Linked DNA regions of Anas platyrhynchos: region 1 is linked to region 2. The links are chromatin contacts, called in public Hi-C maps. All regions are on one chromosome and are shown on one strand. The core of a region is the stretch at or near the end of the contact, and the rest is flanking DNA. Distances in the headings are between cores, read along the strand shown.

What was found. Hi-C and Micro-C count contacts between places; a contact is called where the count stands out from the background.
Region 1: a Hi-C map of skeletal muscle shows a contact between it and region 2, with 5 times the contacts expected there. The contact joins the promoter of LOC113845171 here to the enhancer-like site in region 2. A contact is called at or near these places in 3 of 8 Hi-C or Micro-C datasets (F1 follicle, skeletal muscle and subcutaneous adipose tissue).

Annotation. Positions count from the first base shown.
Region 1 is chr14:12,269,984-12,274,804 of IASCAAS_PekinDuck_T2T, reverse strand. LOC113845171 (SLC35A4 upstream open reading frame protein) reads right to left here and starts at 3,535. Exons shown (of 3, transcript XM_027468547.3): 1 at 3,386-3,535; 2 at 3,216-3,314; 3 at 650-3,141. The coding sequence starts at 3,400. The coding sequence ends at 2,944. All of the region lies in intron 2 of NDUFA2 (NADH:ubiquinone oxidoreductase subunit A2), which reads left to right. It overlaps SLC35A4 (solute carrier family 35 member A4), which reads right to left and starts at 2,422. Exons shown (of 1, transcript XM_005009969.5): 1 at 650-2,422. The coding sequence starts at 2,422. The coding sequence ends at 1,454.
Region 2 is chr14:11,955,667-11,960,554 of IASCAAS_PekinDuck_T2T, reverse strand. PSD2 (pleckstrin and Sec7 domain containing 2) reads left to right here. Exons shown (of 15, transcript XM_072023363.1): 8 at 2,907-2,997; 9 at 4,066-4,109. Among named protein-coding and RNA genes, the nearest start is that of PSD2, 62 kb to the left of the region's middle. Within about 2 kb of position 1,489, at least 1 of the 8 cell types and tissues checked has an H3K27ac peak or open chromatin away from gene starts, as enhancers often do.

The DNA.
Region 1 (4,821 bases), core at 2,286-4,785, 310 kb before region 2:
CGGCAGGAGATGCAGGCCTGGAGACAGCACCTGCAGCAGGTGGGCAGGGAGGGCTGGGCACCAAGCCCAGGCTGCTGGCACCACCCCAGGAGGGTGCCATGGGGCCCTGGGTGTCCCCGCAGGTGCTTCAGGAGCAGCGGCGCCAGGCGGAGGAGCGGGCGGAGGCACTGGAGCACCGGCACCGGGCGCTGCTGCAGGAGGTGCTGCGGGATGTCGTGGAGCTTTCTGCACACAACCAGCGGCTGCGGGAAGCCAAAAGCCACGGCTCAGCTGATGCCACCACGCAGGCACCCTGAGACAGTGTCCCTGAATGAGAGGCACAGCTGCCCTGACAAGGACAGCACGGCCACACCTCGACCCCTGCTGCCAGGGGACACAGTGACAACTGCCACCTAGCACAAAGCCTTTGGTCCAGCCTGTGCTGGCTTCTCGACAGCACAGGCAGCGCCCCAGGCACCAGGCAGACACGGACACAAGGCTGAAGCACACACCGTGGGAGGGCTCATGGCTGCAGGCGTGCAGCCACATGCAATAAAGTGGGTGCCCCCTCACCAAGGAGTGTCCAGATCAGATGCGCCCCCAAATGGAGCAGAGCAAGGCTCTGAAGTGACAGAGGTGCCTTCCTGCAGGGAGGACAAACACACACACACACTGTTGAAACACAGCTTTAATAACCGTGCCGGAGCCAGCAGTGACTTCTGCCCACCAGGAATTCACTAGCCACAGCATTTGTACAAATTCAGGTGCTGTCTCCCCGTTGAAAAGCAGGCAAAACAGTTCCCTCATACTGTCCAGAGAGGTGGGTAGTAACGCCGTGCCCAGGACTGGCAAATGAAGCCCAGTGCCCACCAGATCTTCAGCCAGGGGCTGGGGCGAGGGTTAGGCTGGAAAACTGCAGAGGAGGTGGGAGCAATGCCCCCAGCCACAGTGCGGGGCTCTCCAGGCAGCAGCAAACTGCTCCCCGCAGAAGGCCGGTGCCTCTGGCAGGAATCATGCAGCAGGGCTGGCCGCATGCACGTGAGAAGCACACCAGAGCTAACCCTGCAACAGCATTTACTGGCCCAGGGGATGGGCGTGTGCTTCGGTGTGTGCTTTGGTGTGCAGAGGATGGGGGAAGCAGCTTGATTGTGATGTCCTGCACGCCAAGGGGCTCAGGATTTGCTCTAGAGCCTGGGCCCACCGGAGCAAGCAGGAGCCTCATGGCATGGAGCCCTGGCCAGGCTGGAGCAGAGCACAGGCAGGGCACTATCCCTGCTTCCTGGGCATGTAGATGCTGAGCAGTGCCCTCACGTGCATTTGCTTTAGGCCAACAGTAACACATTCAGGCACCTCTCACAATGAGAAGGTGAAGAGGCACCACCATGCTTCTAACACCAGCCCCAGCACAAGCAATGAACACCCCTGAGTAACAAATAAAAGCTGCCCTGGCGCATGCAGGGCAGGAAGGCAACAGCTATGTGACCCCATAGTACAAGTGAACAGCAAGGCCGATGCACAAGACAGCAACAAAGAAGAGGAGGGTGAGCTGCAGGTTGAAGAGCATGACAGACAGTACGGCATTGACCAGGATAGAGCAGGAGATCACAAAGAGCCTGGTGATGTTACTGCTGTGCTTCATGACCACAGACATGATCAAGCCGTTCAAGGCCTGGCTGACCACAATCACCAACACCCAGGAGGAAAAGCCCTCCAAGAAACCTCTCTCTGTGCTGCTCCAGAAATGGCCGATCAAGTTGAGCAGGACGCCAAAGAAGTAAAGGAAGAGGTTCTGAAGGCTGAGAGGCAGAGCCTGGGTTTTCAGGATAGCTTCTGTGTAGACAGCTGACAAACCTGATATCAGGCAGTACACCGAGATCAGCAACAAGCCCACGAGCGTGATGTGCAGCTGCATCCTGGAGGGGCTGCTAGAGTCCTGTGGGTCCTGCAAGCCTCCAAGGCTGTAGCTCACCCCAGCAGCCATCAGGAGGAAGAGTGCCAGCCACTTGCGCATGCAGAGTCTTTGACGCAGGAAGAGGCTGTAGAGGAGCGCAGTGCTGACAATCTTTAAGTTACTCAGGACCTGGTAGGTGCTGGGATCCATGAAGAGCTGCATGTGAACCACCAGATTGTTGTTTGCAGCATAGAGCAGGGCAGAAAGGGCAAAGGGAACGACGTGGTGCCAGGACACAGCAACTCCCAGCAGCTGCCGGTCCCAGGTCAGCAGGAAGAAGAGGGAGAGCACCAGCTTTGTCAGCTCGACGAGAACCACGACGGATGAAGAGCTGAATGGGATTGTGCCATCCACCTTGCACAGGGTCAGGAGGGGAGCGTGGGAGCCGTACACAGCCACAGACAAGAGCAGCATCAGTCCCCACAGCCCCCGCTGTGACACCCTGGGCACAGGGCTGAGCAGAGCAGCAGTGGCTTTACCAAACGTACCCATTTCCAGGAGGCAGCCAGCAGGGATGAGCTGCTACCAGCGGGGAGAGGCCAGATAGACTCACACCCCGGCACATTCAAGAAGAAAGCGAATACCATGAATTTAATGAGCCTGATTAAAACAGGATATTACCTGTTACATTTCTGATACAGAGGAAAGGAATGGCTTTGTTTCTCGTTAAGGGGAGAAGCAGAAGTCTCCCCAGGAAACCACACAAAGCTCGCTCCTAGGGCAGGGCACCCGCTCAGTGGAAGGGCATGGGGGCAGTGACAGCGGTTTGGGGGCTGCAGGGAGAGAGGACAAGGGAGCAGGCAGCCGGCACGTCCGAGCTGCTGGGGGTGAGGGTATGGTTGCCCCTCACCGTCACCGGTTACCGACACCCCATAACCAAACCGGGGAGCATCTCACAATGATCGGTGGGTGCGAAGCCCTCGTCCAAGGGGCAGGAGCAGCACGCAGGGACACAGGAGCCTCCTGCCCCAGCAGTGCCACTGACACAGCCGCTGCCGGCCGGGTTCCCCTGGCTAGTCCCCACCTTTCCTCAGGGAGCTCAGGTAGTCCCGGACCGTCTTCTCCACGTTGGGCACGGCGTAGTTCTGCGCTGCGTAGACACCCGTGCAGGTCCCCACCACAAAACCCAGGACGGCCGAGAAGCGGAGTTTCGCTACGAGGTAGCCGGCCAGGAAGCCCTTGAGGAAAGGAGAAGCCAGCAGGGAGCCATTCTGCGGGGACAGAGAGGAGTGAGGTTGCGGGACGGGACGGGGCGGCAGAGCCGTCCGGCCCCAACCCTCCTTACCTGCCCCACACCGGCGTGCACCTCGTCCTCCACCCGCCGCTGCAGGCTCTCCAGCTGCCCCTTCAGGAAGGCGAGGTCCTTCAGCTTGGGCAGCGGGTCCTAGGGAAACACACAAGCTGCAGCTCCGTGCCCGCGGCGCCGTGCCGGGCCTGCCCGGCCGCCCCACTCACCTTATCGTCCGCCATGCTGCCGCAGGCGCCGCCCCGCCTGAGGGCGGTGGGAGAGCCCGGCCCCGACCGCCGCCATTTTGAGGCGGGGCGGCGCGGAGCCGGCCGGGCGCCATCTTGAGGCGGGGCGGCCCCGATGTGCTGTGATGGCGGCGGGAAGGGAAGGGAAGGGAAGGGAAGGGAAGGGAAGGGAAGGGAAGGGAAGGGAAGGGAAGGGAAGGGAAGGGAAGGGAACCACTGGGCTGTGAGAGTGGCTTGGCAGACCCCAGCACCAGAGTCCTGAACAACACTGATGAGGAAACAAGAATGACTCCCCAAAATTAAAGCCTTGAACTTTCTAGGAGCTGGCAATTGTTTTGAAGCAGGCTGTCGTGGCTCTGGAGCAGTCACGGTGGTTTCTCTGTGGGGCTCTGCTCCCAGCAGAGCAGGTTGCTCGGGGTGAGGCAATCAGACAAAACCCCCCAGCTCCCATCTCATGTCTCAGCACATTTCCTTGCCCGCTTTGCAGCTGCTGAAGCAAGGTTACTCGTGTTGCTTTGCCTTCTCAGCAGCTGAGTAGATGTGTTTTGCTGGCAGAAACCAGTAACCCTGGAAGCCCTGCGTCAAGACAGAGCAGGGCCCCAGCAACACAGCACCTGCAGCCCAAGCACACTGCTGCCACTGCCATCTCCTTCCAAAGGAAGATGGCCCCAAGAAAACATCTTGTTTTGGGGCCCCAGGGCCACGGAGATATGCTCTGGCTTCAGTCTGATGTATTTACTGTAGCACATTCAGGAGCAAAAATGGCCTCAGCTCCTCCTTTGCCCTGGAGCAAGCACATGAACAGGGTGTGTACCTTCCTCTCACCTGCTGTGGGATGGAAAAAGCGCCTCTTGCTCTGCCTGGCTGCCTTTCCAGCTCTCATGTTTTGTTTTCCTGAAGAGGGGGATGAATCATCAGCTGCTACTATCCTGTGAGAGGACTTCAGGAATGGGGAAGCTCTTAAACAGCAAAGGAGAGACTGCATCCAAGTGACCTAGTTGACAGCTGCATCTCTGCCAAGTTACCAAGTGTACCTGCAGTTTCCAAACAATAAAAGCACAGCAGGGTTCAGCATGGCCTCCAGGGACTCAGCTCTCCTTCAGCAGCCACTACACCAGTGACTGGGGCATTTGGCTCCACTTGATTGGTTTGGGAGCCAAAATGGGAGGTTTGGTGTCGGTCTTTGGGGAAACCACAGGCAGGATGCTTGCTTGGGTGCTACAGAAAGCGGAATCTCTTCAGATGCTAATAGCTACGAACAGGCAATACAGGAAGCTGATTCATGTGCTGATAGAGTTTCCAGAGAAAAGGCTACTTTTCACCCCACTCAGGGAACAGGAGTAGACAGGGTCTTCTACTTCCAATATATATGTATTCGTATTTAAACCATGATATTAGTATTGATTTATGAGTGTTTT
Region 2 (4,888 bases), core at 240-2,739:
CCATTTTCATAGAATCACATGATTTCTGGAGTTGCTGTTAAAAGCCAACATTTATCAGCAAACGTTGCAAGCTTTTTAATATAAACCAGGTTGTTCCAGCACTGCACAATGCTCTGCTGGTGCTGTTTGAGCTCCAGGAGATGTTATGACAAAGTACTCCTGTGCTCTATCTTTGACCCTCAGAGACAAAGCTTGGAGATGTTTCCTTTTGAATGCATATCTTTCTTCCTCCTTGTTCAGAACTGCTTGCCATGGAAGGACAGTGACAAATCAACACCTCTTCATCACCAGCACTCTCGATTACATTTTGCCCTCAGAGTACCAAGTACTTTGCTGAAGCCCAGCTTGTATGCTCACACTGTAATGCAATGAGCTTAAGCATTCATTTCAAAAAAGCAAACCAGCAGCTCTCATGGCCATTGGACAGAGCATAAAAATGGGACCCGTGGCAGCTCCTAACACCACATGCATCACTATTAGTCTTAAAAACACTATGATATCGTCCTTTGAGACAAGCTTGTGACTTCTCATTAGCTATGTGTGTTAGTAGCACTCGGAAAGCTGAAGTGCTCTGACAAGCAGCCACCGGAGCCACCTGCAGAGTGACACCAGTCTGCCCACTGTAGCTTTGTGTGGTCTAGGGGTCGTTGTCATCCAAAGTCTGCAGAATCATTCCCTGCAGCATGTTGATTTTGATTCTGCTGCCTAGAATAAATCCACTACCAGATCCCTTTGTCCAGTCAGACCAGCAAACCCTCACCTCATGATGCAGCATATGTGTAGTTTGTGTTGTTGTTTTTTTGTTTGTTTGTTTTCCCCAGGAGATAAGTATTTGAGGAAGGTCAGGAAAGCCTGAGTAAAAGCAGGGTCTGCCAGGGGCAGGATGCTTATGCTGGGAAGCTCATTGTGGATGCACTCCACTCACCACTTTGTACCTATGTTTGATGCCTGGTGCCTCCAGCCAGAAACTCAAACCCGTTACAGAGGGAGGGCTGGGGAGAGACCCCAGATAGCCACCCTTTATGACCTCTGGCCACCAGCAGCCTGCTCCTTCTCCTGGGACTTTCACATGGCACTTTTCCCACTGAGCACCCAGTGTTCCCTCATCCATACATACCTGCACAGCCTCCTGATGCTGGGACTTGGAAACAGCCAAGAAATACCAGGCTACACCTGAGTATCTTCCAAAGCCCATTTTTTAAAATGCGCTCTCTCACCCTCCTTCCTTTCTCCACCCCTACGTCTGTTATGATGCTGGCTGGTTGTTTGTTTGTTTGTTTGTTTTTCTGTAATTCACCAACCAGCCAGTACACAAACCTCCCCTCCCTCTGCTGAAGAAACATTTGCAGGCTTCCCAGCAGGTTCCCTGTGCCTGGTTCAGCCACTGAGCACTGTTCGGCAGGAGCATTTAGCTACGGGGTCCAGTTATGGGCAGCAGCTGTGGGGCTTTCCTGTGATAAAGCAAAGACAGTCGAGCCTCATGCTGTGCTGTACTGTGCCAACTGCAGTGTCCTGAGGCACTGCAGATTCATAACAGTGCTTTTTCTCTCTTTTCCTTGACCTCTCATGGAGGAGACAGGAGGCATCATCAAGAATTTCAGACAGAAATGCTCAAAGCTGCTCAGAGGCAGCACCAGCTCCATGCATGGCCAAAAAGCTTCCCTGCATACATAGATGGCAGGTGGGGGGGCTGTTGTGGGTTAATCCCAGGGCCTCACTCTTTGCCGATGCTTTCCTCAGGGAAGAAGCCCCAGGGGGTTCTGGCATAAGTCTCTCTCAAGACATTATTTTCTTGCACAGAAAAAAACACACCTTACTGTGCGGGGCACCTCTTATATTATCTGTTGCAGCTTCATCCCCTTCCAGTGAGGGCCTTCCTTTTCTTCCTCATCGAGTCCCTAAATGGGGCCCTTGCTCAGCCTTAGGACCAGTGGTGGTACCTCATCTCTCCTGCTCTCCTCTCACCACCTCCATTGTCCACTCCATGTGATTTCACCACAAGAGCTGTTCCTGGGGACTTTGCTTGAGGGTGTGGAGGCTGCGATATGGCATGACACTGGAGACATGTATCTTTCCTTGGTGATATCAGACTCCTTTTTCTGAACCCTACAATTCTCACTGACCCCCTCCACACCTCTGTTCCAGTCCTTTGGAAAGGTACAATTGCAGGGGGAGTCAAGGAAAAAGGCTGTCTGCCTCCAGCCCCTCAACCCCTGCAGGCTGAGAAAGTGACCTGGATATGGTGAGGGGTAAAAGGTTTGGGAAGACAGATGTCACAGACTAATATCACAAACTCCAGATGACCTGGCAGTATTGGCACCAAATTTATCTTGGCATTAACTGGTGATGACTGAGATTGTCTGTGCACTGCCCTCACACAGCCCAGCACCTTAGTTCACACAGTACCAGTAGCTGGATTATCTCTCCTTGTAACAACAATGAAAATAACAGTTTTCATCAATCATTGTCCAGCGCTGGTTGTCTTCAGGTGCTGACACTGCATGCTCATACAATTTCCCACACTGTAAGCTTGGAGGCCCGTCCCAGTTCCAATATTTAAAGATGGTTTGAGTGCTTGTCTTGAGTTTCGAAGCACAAATCTCGTACCAGGGCCAACCTGGAGGCCAGAGGTGAAATCAATGAGAAAGTTTGGAGCGAGACCTGGAGGTTGTTTTCAGGTGTTTTATCTATACAATTAGAAGAGATAATTTTAAGTGTTTTGTTGTTGGCATGAGCAAATAAATCAAAGATCCCAATAGAAAATAAGAGCAGAAGATGTGAATCTAGCTTTGAGTTTCTGAGGCAAACCCAAACCTTGCTTCGACATATAAAATTGTTCTTTAAAAAACAGTCTCATTTACGTCAAAACTTTCCAGAAGTTTAATGTGCTGCTTCTTTGCCTTGCAGAATATTGGCAAAAAGATGTCATGTCAACAGTTCATAGCAAACCTGGATGGGCTGAATGATGGGAAGGACTTTGCAAAGGATTTGCTGAAGGTAATATGGCACACATAGACAGTGGGATGCTGTCATTATTATGGCAGTGTAACCGAGTCCTACCATGACACTCAGAGCCCTTGAGTCAGCATTTTCTATCACACATTTATTTCATTAGAATTGTAATCCAGGTTATTCCGGGATTTATCTGCCCTCAGAGCATGCCGGGGGTCACATCCCACCATGGTAGTTCTGTGATATACCATGTGAGATACTGTACACAAAAAAAAAAAAGTACCAGAAATATGTCTGTCTGGCATGGATACTTTTCTCTGCCTTCAGTTCCATGTAATTATAAGTAGTACTCCAAGATAACTAGCTCAGTAACATGGAAGATTGGTTAGAGAAAGTATTTTCTCCTTCCATGTGATTTAGCACCACCATCATTTTCTCCACCTGCCACAGGTGCATCAGCCTGCTCTGTTTTTTGCTGTATGGAAGGAAGTTGAAAGGGCTAGCCTCACATCAGGAATGTCATGACAAGCTTTAGACATAAACTTCCCCACCAGCAGACCTTACCCTATGCCATTCCTCAGTATGGTGAGGGCTACCCGTGCGTTCTGCTTTTCTCGCCCGTTCTTTCCCTCCTAGTGCCTCAGAGGAGTCATTGGGAGTTTTCCTAGGAGAAACTGGAAAAGCTGAACCACAAAGTTATTCATCCCTCTCCTGCTTCTCATGGCAGTGTTCAAGCCTCCACTGTCCCTTTCCCCTAGTTAAGACATAGGAGGTGTTTTGGTATATACCAGACATTTCTGTCAAATTTGTGTAGGCCAGAGTTCACTCAGAACTAGGCTCAGCACCCAGGATTTAGCAAAAATATCATGAATGGGCTCTTGAGCAAGGCTGGCTGCCAAACACCTATACTCCTGACATGTTCAGTCCAAACTATAGATAACAAAGGGTTTGGGAGGACAGCAGTTGTATTGCTCACTAGCGAATACTTCTCCAGGACATTTTAGAAGTGAAGGCATCTCTCTGAGAACACAGACAGGGTGTAGAAGAAATGATCTCCACAAACCAGACATGTGTACTATTAGAGACACAGCTAATACCATGTTCTTGTTGCAGACACTGTATAACTCCATCAAGAATGAGAAGCTGGAATGGGCCATGTAAGTATATGTTAAGCATTTTAGAAAGAGAATATCTTTCAAAGTAGCTGACAAGTTGTGAACCCTGCTTTTAGCTCCAGAAGTTTTCAGAACATCTCCTGCCAAGCTCTTAAGTACTGAAATCCCTCCTGTAGGCAAACTGGGTTTATTTATGGTTTAGACACAAAAGCAGACAGAGAGATTGGTGGCAGTCTGTGGGTGCAGGTTCCGTAGAATCATAGAGTAGAATCATAGAATCATTCAGGTTGGCACAATCTAAATGGCGCAATCTAAATGAAGGGAAAGTCCCCTTTATTTTCTATTATGCCCAGAAAGTGCCAGTCCCTCTTCAGGCGCTTAAGAGCATGGTCTTTGCTCGAGAAACTCAAGATCTGGGGTTACTTTGGTCACCAAGACCTCCCTTCTCTTCCACACAGTTCCTTCTGGAATCACTGTGGGAGAATTGTTATGGCTGGAAGGGACCTCATGAGGTCTCAAGCCCAGCTTCCTCTCAAAGTGTTGACAAATGTTGAATTCAGACCAGATGCTCAGGGCTATGTTCAGCTGCATCTTGAAAACCTCCAAGGGTTTTCTGGCCTTTCCAAGGCCCCTCTGGGTCTATGCACCAGTGTTTAATTATCCTGGTAGTGGCATTTTTTTCTCACCCAGTTGAAACCTCTGGTTCAATTCACAGCCACTGTCTCTTGTCCTCCAGTGAAGAGCTTGTCTCTGTTTACTGAATAACCTCCTCATAAATATTGGAAAGCTACTGTGAGGTCCCCCAAAGACATATCTTTTCT